Linked DNA regions of Mus musculus: regions 2 and 3 are each linked to region 1. A link is a contact called in public HiCAR-type and HiChIP or PLAC-seq data. All regions are on one chromosome and are shown on one strand. Each heading gives the region's core, a stretch centred on a gene start, on an enhancer-like site or on the middle of the called end of the contact. The rest is flanking DNA. Distances are from core to core; before and after follow the strand shown.

Region 1 (3,289 bases), core at 264-2,763:
CATACCCCGAAAAGAAAGAAGGGTAACGTAATGAAAGGAGGAGCATAAAAACTACAGGACAAGAACCTTAAATTCAAATGCTAACTGTAGAGCCAGCAGGATCGCTCTCCTAAATACCTCTTATACAATGTAATAATATATTAATTATACAGTGTCTCCTGCCCATCTCATCTCTAGTTCAACAAGACACCCATCAGGTTGGTGGGCTGGCTCCAAACCTTCAATTGGCGGCTATGACTCGGGCACCAGCAGTGATCTTTTATCTGTCCTAATATTGATGGTCCTTAAGGGGAAATGCCCAATCCTAACCAGAGGGGAGAGCAGAGCAAAGCAGAGCAGAGTAGAGTAGAGCAGAGCAGAGCAGAGCAGAGCAGAGCAGAGCAGAGCAGAGCAGAGCAGAGCAGAGCATTCCAAACGTTCCAGTCTTCTCAGAAGATTTACCCAAAAGTCTTTTATGCTCACTTTCAGAGGGCAGAAAATATTCTCTTCTACCTTGTCAATTTGCACAAATCTTCAATTCTTGGTTCCCTCTTCCCCACACCCTAGTACCATTTCGTGGGACTTTGGGTGACTGCTAAAGATGCATTAACTTTGTGGAGCCGGTTGCAATTAAAAAAACAAAAAACAAACAAACAAAAAAACGACTTAAACTGCATGTATTTTAGTTGGTGCAGGTTTGTCCTAACAATGTGAAATATTTCACCATCTTGTGACACCTCGATTCTCACTCTGAAACTCTATATTGCATACTTCACTAAAATGTTTTCCTTGAAAGCACCTCAAGCGATTTTAAACATCACAGAAACACAAATGCTGGCAAGAATGTGTCTTGTGTGTGCACATGTGTAAATGGTGGTTACTAGGAAACACCAAAAATGCATTTGTGATCCTTAATTGGATGGGAAAGGCCTGCTAGCTGGCACCTGAAACAGCTGGAAGAGTGAGACTCGGGTTTTATGGCCCTGAATAGAAATTGTTGCTTCGATAAAACTTTCAAATGTGTAGTAACTGATAGGAGCAGGAGAGAAAGTGGGGAGGCCGGAGTATCAGATCTAAGTGATGAAGTCAGGCCACAAGAGGTGCAAATGAGCAGCGCGGCACCTGTACGTGGGACTTGGTCTTCCCTGGCCCTCCCCCGGATTCCCACTGGATACCCACCTAGCCCAGCATCCTCTATTTACACTCCTTACCTAGTCTTTACCTGGTCATCCATTGGCAGTCCTGGCGGCGTTCAACCAGCCCTTTTACCATTCCTCAGCTGTTCCCCTCTGGTCGTCTCTCCCCTAAATCCCACCCGGTCCTCCTCACCTGATCCTCCAGGATCTTGTTCTCCTGATTGGCCACGGGGATGGCGAACCCATCTTCCCAGTGCAGCTCTGACAAGAACTCACTGCACATGGCGTACGAGGCTCAAAGGAATCACAGACAAGCCACCCAAAACCGTTCCCTGGAGCTCGCAGCCAAGCCTAACCGTCTGTATTCCGCGGCCCTAGCAACAGCCAGGCGCCCTTAGTTACCAAACAGGAAGCACTCAGGCTGGAAGGCGGAACTTCCTTTGAGAATTCCCTTGTCCTTTTTGCAGCCGGTAGAATTTGCTTGCCTGTGTCTGTGAGGCACAGCTCTCTTTGCACGGATAGATACACTCCCAGGACTTCCAAAACGTGCAAATCTGGAAGCTCGGGTGCTCCAGAGGACCACAAAGTTCGGGGATGGAAGGCATAGGCTCCTGGGGTGCCAGGATGGTGGACTACAGGATAGCAGGATGGACGACCACCAGATTGAGGGATAGTATAATACCCAAAAGTGGCTTCAGATTTGTTCTTAAGTCATATATAAGGGACCATGATCTGGGAACACAGATCCAGGCTGCCCCAAATAGCATGTTCTCGCATGGAAACTTGCTTCACTACGTTTTTGTAATTGCAGAAGAAAAGGAAGCAATAAATCAAGGCATTTTTCCAATGCATTGATGAAAACATCACCAAAGACTGTTAGTATTGGGTTTGAGATGGAAGCTGAGAAAACTCACTTTAGAGATGGAAATTTAAAAATTAAGGCTTTATTTTCTGAGTGCTCAGGGAGGCAGCCAGTTTGGGATCTGAACCACGTACGGGGTGGGAGATTATACAGCATTGTTATAGGATGGTAACACAATTCAAAGTGGGGAGCTGGTGGGAACTGCAGCGTTATCCAATTGTATTTTGACATTATGTGTTAAACATGGGAGTACCTGTTGGGAGACTGAGCCTGTACAGAGCACCTGGCTTCAAGGTCCTTAATTCATTCTCCAAGACATTAGGTCCAGAGCTAAGAGTGATAAGGGGACAAAGACGCTGGCAGGAGCATATGAACTTGTTTAACCCTGCCAGCAAGACAGAGAAGTTGTGCCTGAGATGTCTAGACTCAACCGTTTACAACAGAAGATGTTCAGCTATGGGGAAGCCCCTGGCTTCCCTGGGATCTGGGACCTTGAATTTACTTTATCCCTATGATTAAATGGAGTCTGAAAACGAAATGGTACTGCCTGGAGTAAGTTTCCTTTGCTTCTTCCCAACAACAGCATAGTTGGGAAGTCAGTGCTATCCATAGGTTTCAAATACTATCTGGTGACATTCATAGCTTTGGGGTTGGTGAAAGCTAGTGGTTTGCTAAGTTAGTACAGCCCAACAAGCATTACCTGGTCAAATGGGCAATGAACGGCTGGCTATTAAGGAGACTAAAGATAGCTCAAGATAATTTGGCTCTGGGTTTCCAACTCTACACCATCGAAGTTCTGATCAAGTCAGTCAGCTTTAACATAAGAGCAGAACGGCATCCACAGCAAGATGCTCACAGCACAACACTCCTACCTACGGCCCATCCAAAAGGTGAGCTGACAAACATAATATCCCAACTGCCTTCCCAGTGCCAGTTGCTGAGTTGTGTGTGTTCCACACACTAAGCCAGGGAGAATAGTATGCACTGGTATTTGAAAAGTTAATTCACTTCTTAAATTCTTTCTGATTGCTATGAATCTTTGCCAGGTTCAACCCAAGCCCAATTGTGGCAGGCCAGGCACCCAACCAGCACAGCAGTACAGCTCCAACAGCTGGCTCTTGCCATTGCCCTATGGCCTCTCTAGAGGCATCCCCTACAGGACTTCTGGTGTCAGGGGCTAAAGGCAGTAATTGTAGCATCTCAATTATCTACAGCAAGAGTCAGGGACAAGAAGGAGATGATGCAGGGTATCATGGCTAGCTCTGTGGGCCAGCTGTTATAATGTGTACCCTGTTCCCCCAAAAGGAAGCAT
Region 2 (3,271 bases), core at 428-2,927, 2.3 Mb after region 1:
GCACGATACCATGACTTAATGATATTTTAATCCTAAGTTACCTGGCAAATAGTAGCTGCTATATATGCATTAGTTTACTTCCCCACTAATTAAAGTTGGATGATCTATTGCTAGATGGTGTTGAATTATACAGAAAAATTTGTAGACATGTGTGCATATGGTTGGGTAATTAAATTTGCACCATGTCTCACAAAAGAAAACCCGAATCTACAGCCTGACAATTAGGTCCAAGGCCAAACTAAAAAGGGGTGGTGGTGGTGGTGGTAATTTTTCTTATAATCTATTTAAATCACAGGGGGGCAAGGCCATGGAGGGATCAAGAGACAGGCTTCCCTCCTCATGTGCCCACCTTTGAACACTCCTGGTTGAAGTCCCCTGATCTGTTTTAGGACATGGTTACCCCCATTCACTGGGACCTAAAAGAAATATTGGCAGGAAACTGTGTTGCTTCACTTCTGACATAAATGGGAGAGATTCTCAGGTTCCCCTCACTTTCTTGAGGTCAGGAAAATTATAGCTCTCAGAAGAGGACTGTGACAGACGTGACCTGAAACCTGCTGAAGACCCGAATTTGGATGATTTAGTATAGTAACATATATATATATATATATATATATATATATATATATATATATATATATATATACACACACACACACACACACACACACATATATGTGTGTGTATACATATGTGTGCATGTATGTATATGTGTATATGTATGTATGTATGTATGTATACATATATGTATATGTGTGTGTGTGTGTGTGTGTAACCAATTCCACATATGATGATATGTTTGGATATACTGGGTTTTATTACAATCACTGTTTTAACTTTAATATGAACAGTAGAAAATTTTAAATTAAGTAAGTGTCTTAGTCAGGGTTTCTATTCCTGCACAAACATCATGACCAAGAAGCAAGTTGGGGAGGAAAGGGTTTATTAGGCTTACACTTCCATACTGCTGTTCATCATCAAAGGAAGTCAGGACTGGAACTCAAGCAGGTCAGGGAGCAGGAGCTGATGCAGAGGCCATGGAGGGATGTTCTTTACTGGCATGCTTTGCTAGCTTGCTCAGCTTGCTTTCTTATAGAACCCAAGACTACCAGCCCAGAGATGGTCCCACCTACAAGGGGCCTTTCCCCCTTGATCACTAATTGAGAAAATGCCTTACAGTTGGATCTCATGGAGGCATTTCCTCAACTGAAGCTCCTTTCTCTATTGTAACCCCAACTGTGTCAAGTTGACACAAAACTAGCCAGTACAGTAACACTTGAGTATTACTCCCCCTTTCTATATTCAATATTGCTGATTCAGGAGATTTTTTTCCCCTTTTAAAATTTGAAATTCAAGGACAGAGCTCAGGGGGAAATGGTGCCAAAGCTCTTCTCTATTGCGAATAATATACATATATATGATTCATAAATTGGTCTGACTTTATATACAATAGTAAATGGGAATGATTCCTCTAGGGTCAGCTTTACTACAACTGTACCAAAAACTTGTCATTTCAGCCCATAGGGTAGTGCTGGGGCCTGATGGGGCGGGACCGGAAAGTCATCCAATCAGCAGCACGATGGTGAGAACTTCGAATCAGACGTTTAGACAGGGTAGAGGGGGCGGGCCTTCATGCTGTGTTTCTGAAGTCCAGGATCTTGGAATCCTCCTCAGGCTGGGTCTCTTCCGGTGTAGACTGTAGCTCAGCCCTGCGGCATCCGTTTGCCCTGCGTCTGTAGGGTGCCGGGCCATCCACCGGGAGGACGCGGACTCCGCGTAGTCAAGCCACAATGGTGAGTGTGCATGGTGTCCTGAGACTGGAGGGAGGCTGTGTAGAGCCGGTGGGAATCGGCTGCGGCCAGTGCTCGATGTGGGAGGACGGTGAGCACTGCTGAAGCCTGCTGGTGAGTGTGTGCGTGGCGCGGCGAGGCTGGAGGGCTGCGGGGAGCCGAGGGGGAGCCGGCGACTGCATGGGGGGCGACGGCGGCCCCGCCTTCCTGCGGCCGGCCCTTGGGATCGGCCGGCTTGAGGTCCCCCTTGGTGGGCCATGCGTCACCGCGCAGCCTGAGCTGGAGATCCCCGGTACCCGGCCGCGCCCCCGAGCTAGCCGGTGCAGTGAAGGCCCAGGGTCAGACCCTGCTGCCCTGGAGTCCTCAGAGGCTCCAGCCTAGTAGCCCGGATTGTGCGGCGATAACCTGCAAGCGTAGGGCTCCCGCAGGGAAAGTGTTCAGTGAGGTGTCCTGTCCCTCCTCCCGAGCAGTCTAGATAAACGCGAAGCAGAATCTCCTATCCAGATGACTGCTCTTCCCCTGTCCTCGCTTCTCCTCTGGTTGGAGGAAGATTCCTAAATTTCCATCTCCTGACCGCATTCCCAAATGCCCATTTAAAAAATAATATTAACACCCATTTCCCACGCAGCATTTCAAATAGACATACATTTTGCTTGATTGGTTTTTTTCCCCACTCCACACACTGGGCGACATTTTAAAAAGGATTTACCCTATGGATATTTAACATAAAATCACTTGATTTTTTATTAAAACACACACACACAATGCCTCTCATTTTGTCATCCTTAGACACAGGAACCCCAATCAGAATGCTTTGGGGTTGTACTTGCCTTTTGGAGATTTTCCATAGTGATGGGTCTATCTTCATCTGACTCTACTTGGCCCTTTCCTTGCCCGGGTTTCAGAGATGCCAACACCAGCTGCCTTGTCTCCAGTGTCTAGGAGCATCCAATGATGTCAGTGTCTGGGCTGATCGTCCCAGCAGCCTGGGGTGTGAGGCTAGACCGCATTGGGACGCTGCTGGATGTCTTGGTGTTCTCCCATCTGAAACGCACTTGAGCTATCTCAGCCTTTTGATCAATATTCTGCCAGTTGTACTTAGCATGCAGGAGGCCTTCTGGTTGCTTAATTAAATCCTTGCTGCAAGTTTGTAAGAATGAATCCAGACTGCCAAGTAGTCATGGGAGAAGTGTTCTGTAAACCAGTTCTGGGCTTTCCCGCCTTGCTCTGCATCCCTTGTAGGGACGGAAGGTGACAGGGCTCATGGGCCTGCTTGTCCCCTTGTTTAGACTCACTAGCCTTTCTTGCTTCCTTGTTCTGTTGTTATTGTCTCTTTTTCATTTGTTTATTTATCTTCTGAGCTGGATAGGTGCATGCCAGCCATGGGATCCTGTGGGGTGAGAGGATTCTGGTCGTCTGTCCATAAAGGGAATCCCAGGGACCAAACTTAGGTTGACAGTTGTGGCAGCCAGTGCCTTTAA
Region 3 (2,884 bases), core at 84-2,583, 2.7 Mb after region 1:
GCCCGCGGCTGCTGGGCTGGCGCCAGTTTTTCGGGGTTGACATTCTCTTGGTCTTCCTGATGCAGCGAGAGCAGGGCTGAGCCCGCATCGCGACCCGAATGCCTCGAGGTGCCCGGCATCGCGGCTCCGGTCCGGTTCTGTCGGCGGCAGAGCGTGCACAGCGCCCGCCGCTCCGGAGCAGCGCGGGACCCTGGCGGCCGACCCGCGGAGCAGAGGCTGCAGGCGGGAGGAGCGTAGAGCCCAGGAGCCGCGAGCTGCGCGCCGCCCGCCGGCTGCTGGTCTTGTAGTTCAAGTAGCCCGCGACTATTGAAATAAACCAATGAGGGCGTCCGGAGTCCGTGACGTCACCAGAAGCGCCGGTCGCCGCGAGCGAAGGCCCGACGGGAATCTTACAGGGCGGGAGCCTGAGGACGCGCCTGCGCAGAGGAGGGCGGGGCGGGCGGCCGCTTTCGGCCGATCTCTGCTGCTCAGTGGATCTGTAGCCTCATAGGATCCTGCCGGAGCCGCTGGGCGGTCCAGACAAGCCCTCGGGGCCTCGAGGTGTCGGCCTTCGCCTCAGCTAAGGGGTGAAGCGCCTTCTCCTGGTCGCTGGGTGGCGCCTAGGCAGGAGCGTATGGATCTGAATGACAAACTGCCCCGTCCTGGGTACACTACTCCTTTCTCTTTCTCTGTGATGCTGCCATACAACATAGGGAAACGCTGGAACTTTTACTGTTTACTATTGTTTCACCTCTCCTGTATATCATTTGTTTGTTGTTTGATTTTGAGGCAGGGTCTCATAATGCTGTCCCAATTGTCCTGTGACTCACTGATATCCGTTATCAGAGCTCACTGATCTGGGATTAAAGGCGTGTCTCTATGCCCCGCATTCCAGTAAACTACCCCACCCCCACCCCCAATTAAAGATGGGTTAATTTAAAATGCCAACATGAGCTATTGTTGATAACAAGTGGTGTACTACAAGAAATTCAGCTGTCCATTAATTTTGCTAATCCTTGGTTGTGACATCAGACCATGAAGTTCCACTGACCCAAATAGATATTACATTTAGAAATGAAGTGCATTGTGGTACATACCTTTAATCCCAGAGTTTCAGATCTCTGAATTCAAGTTAGTCCAAGTCAGCTATGTAGTGAGATGATGTCTCAAAAGTAGAAAAAAAGTGTTCATAAGAAAACCGGGCAGCCAGGAGGCGATGGCCAAGCCTTTTCCGGGCATCTCAGGAGGCAGAGGCAGGTGGATCTCTTGAGTGCAAGGCCAGCCTGGACTGCAGAGTTAGTTCCAGGTCAGCTACACAAAGAAATCCTGTCTTGAGAAACCCTGTCTCGAAAAACAAAACAAAACAAAAACCACAAAAAAAAAAAAAAAAACCAACCCAAACACACACACACAGAGAAATATATACAAAACCTAAATAAATATATAAAGACACAAGTATATTACCTTAAATGTTCACATTTAATAGTTAAGAATCATACATAAAATATAATAAAATGTAATCATTGTTTTCATAACTACCCTTTGAAAACAAAAGACAGCTTATTTGCTCTTATTTAATAGTATTCTAAAACTTTCAATGCAATATTCCCCTGAAATGAATGACTAAAAGATCTTCTTTTCCCCTCAAGTACACAATAAAAAGGACTTTCATGGGTACTCGTAGGGGGATGCTTAGAGGCCGTCACTCTTCTGATTACATGTGGGACGTCCATCTGAGGTGCCTCGGGTCTGATCAGGCTCTGCTTGCTTCTTCGGCTGTCCTGTTGGCCTACCTTGTTTATCTTTCATGCTGCATCGAAGAAAGAAATCAGTGTGTTCTGGTCGTAGCTGTCGAGAATCTCCAGGAGCATGGGTACTTTGGTTTTTACATTAGTGCCTTTGAACTTAAATTTATCTATAAAAAGATCAGTAATCATACCTACGAAGAAAAATATTATTTCTTGTTATTGATTAGTTCTTTTAACAATGCATGTGGCATTCTCTCACCACCTGAGACTCCATTATTCAACACATACAAGCCTGGAAGAGGTTGGTGTTTTTAAAAACAGATGTGTATGTGGAGAAGGTTTGAAGCAACTTTCAAGACATAAATATTTGATAACCTTCTAACAATGGGTTGCAACTGCTGACCTAGACAAGCCACTGGTCGCGATTCTGAATCTGTGTCGGTGCACCCTGCATCCCAGCGACTGACTGCTGCTGCATCAGGAAGAACGTCTGAACTGAAGCACTTCACCCATGGGCTTACTGGGTGCAGAGGTCTGGGAAATTACTGCACCTTTGAGTTTTCAAGATGTAACACAGAGACAACTCAAGTTGTCTATTATTTATACAAGACCCTTGAAAAAAAGTATATTTTAGGAAGAGAAAAAGAATATACCATTGATACTTTTTATATTGGTCCAATGAGACTGAGTGCTGATATCTGCTAACAAAATGGCAATGCTTTTACAATAAACAGGTGAATACTTGCACTCAGTGGGATTTAAAAAAAAAATAGAAAAAGCTTCGTGTCAGTTTAAATCAGGTTTTATCATGAAGTCAATCAGATTAAGACAATTTGCTGGTAAATGATTTACAAAGGTAAACTTTGGTTTTCAAAGCTGCTTCCTAGATTTTGGAATCACAGATGAGAGACGGTAGATCTGCAACACCATCATGTAAGGATATTTTAAGAGACCCTGTGCTTGCCGAATAGTGAACACTCAGATATCAGTACTGTTCATCTGTGAGAAAGTCTTGGGTGCATAATAAATTCTGTAGGCAGGTTAGTGGATCAGTGTGGGCTGAGGACACCAGTCATGATGGCCCCAGGCCTGCATGTCAGGGAGAGAAGGGCTTAATGAAGGCTTTGCCACTAACTAGGTATGTGAGAGCAATCTTT

Evidence for each region. HiCAR-type assays count read pairs that join an accessible place to other places. HiChIP or PLAC-seq counts read pairs in DNA pulled down with a chosen protein or histone mark.
Region 2: a contact with region 1 is called in a HiCAR-type map of astrocytes, with 4 times the contacts expected there. The contact joins the promoter of Zfp267 here to the promoter of Ccdc39 in region 1. A contact is called at or near these places in 1 of 39 promoter capture datasets (hippocampal neurons) and 1 of 115 datasets of contacts at active chromatin or transcription factors (astrocytes).
Region 3: an H3K27ac HiChIP or PLAC-seq map of large pre-B cells shows a contact between it and region 1, with 8 times the contacts expected there. The contact joins the promoter of Ccna2 here to the promoter of Ccdc39 in region 1. A contact is called at or near these places in 2 of 39 promoter capture datasets (hippocampal neurons and liver), 1 of 115 datasets of contacts at active chromatin or transcription factors (large pre-B cells) and 1 of 9 other capture datasets (adipose tissue).

Annotation. Positions count from the first base shown.
Region 1 is chr3:33,842,797-33,846,085 of GRCm38.p6, forward strand. It overlaps Ccdc39 (coiled-coil domain containing 39), which reads right to left and starts at 1,514. Exons shown (of 20, transcript NM_026222.2): 1 at 1,309-1,514. The coding sequence starts at 1,398.
Region 2 is chr3:36,149,403-36,152,673 of GRCm38.p6, forward strand. Zfp267 (zinc finger protein 267) reads left to right here and starts at 1,678. Exons shown (of 4, transcript NM_001101478.1): 1 at 1,678-1,793. The coding sequence starts at 1,791.
Region 3 is chr3:36,571,705-36,574,588 of GRCm38.p6, forward strand. Ccna2 (cyclin A2) reads right to left here and starts at 1,334. Exons shown (of 9, transcript NM_009828.3): 1 at 1,077-1,334; 2 at 1-599. The coding sequence starts at 119. Bbs7 (Bardet-Biedl syndrome 7 (human)) reads right to left here. Exons shown (of 19, transcript NM_027810.3): 19 at 1,439-1,918. The coding sequence ends at 1,785.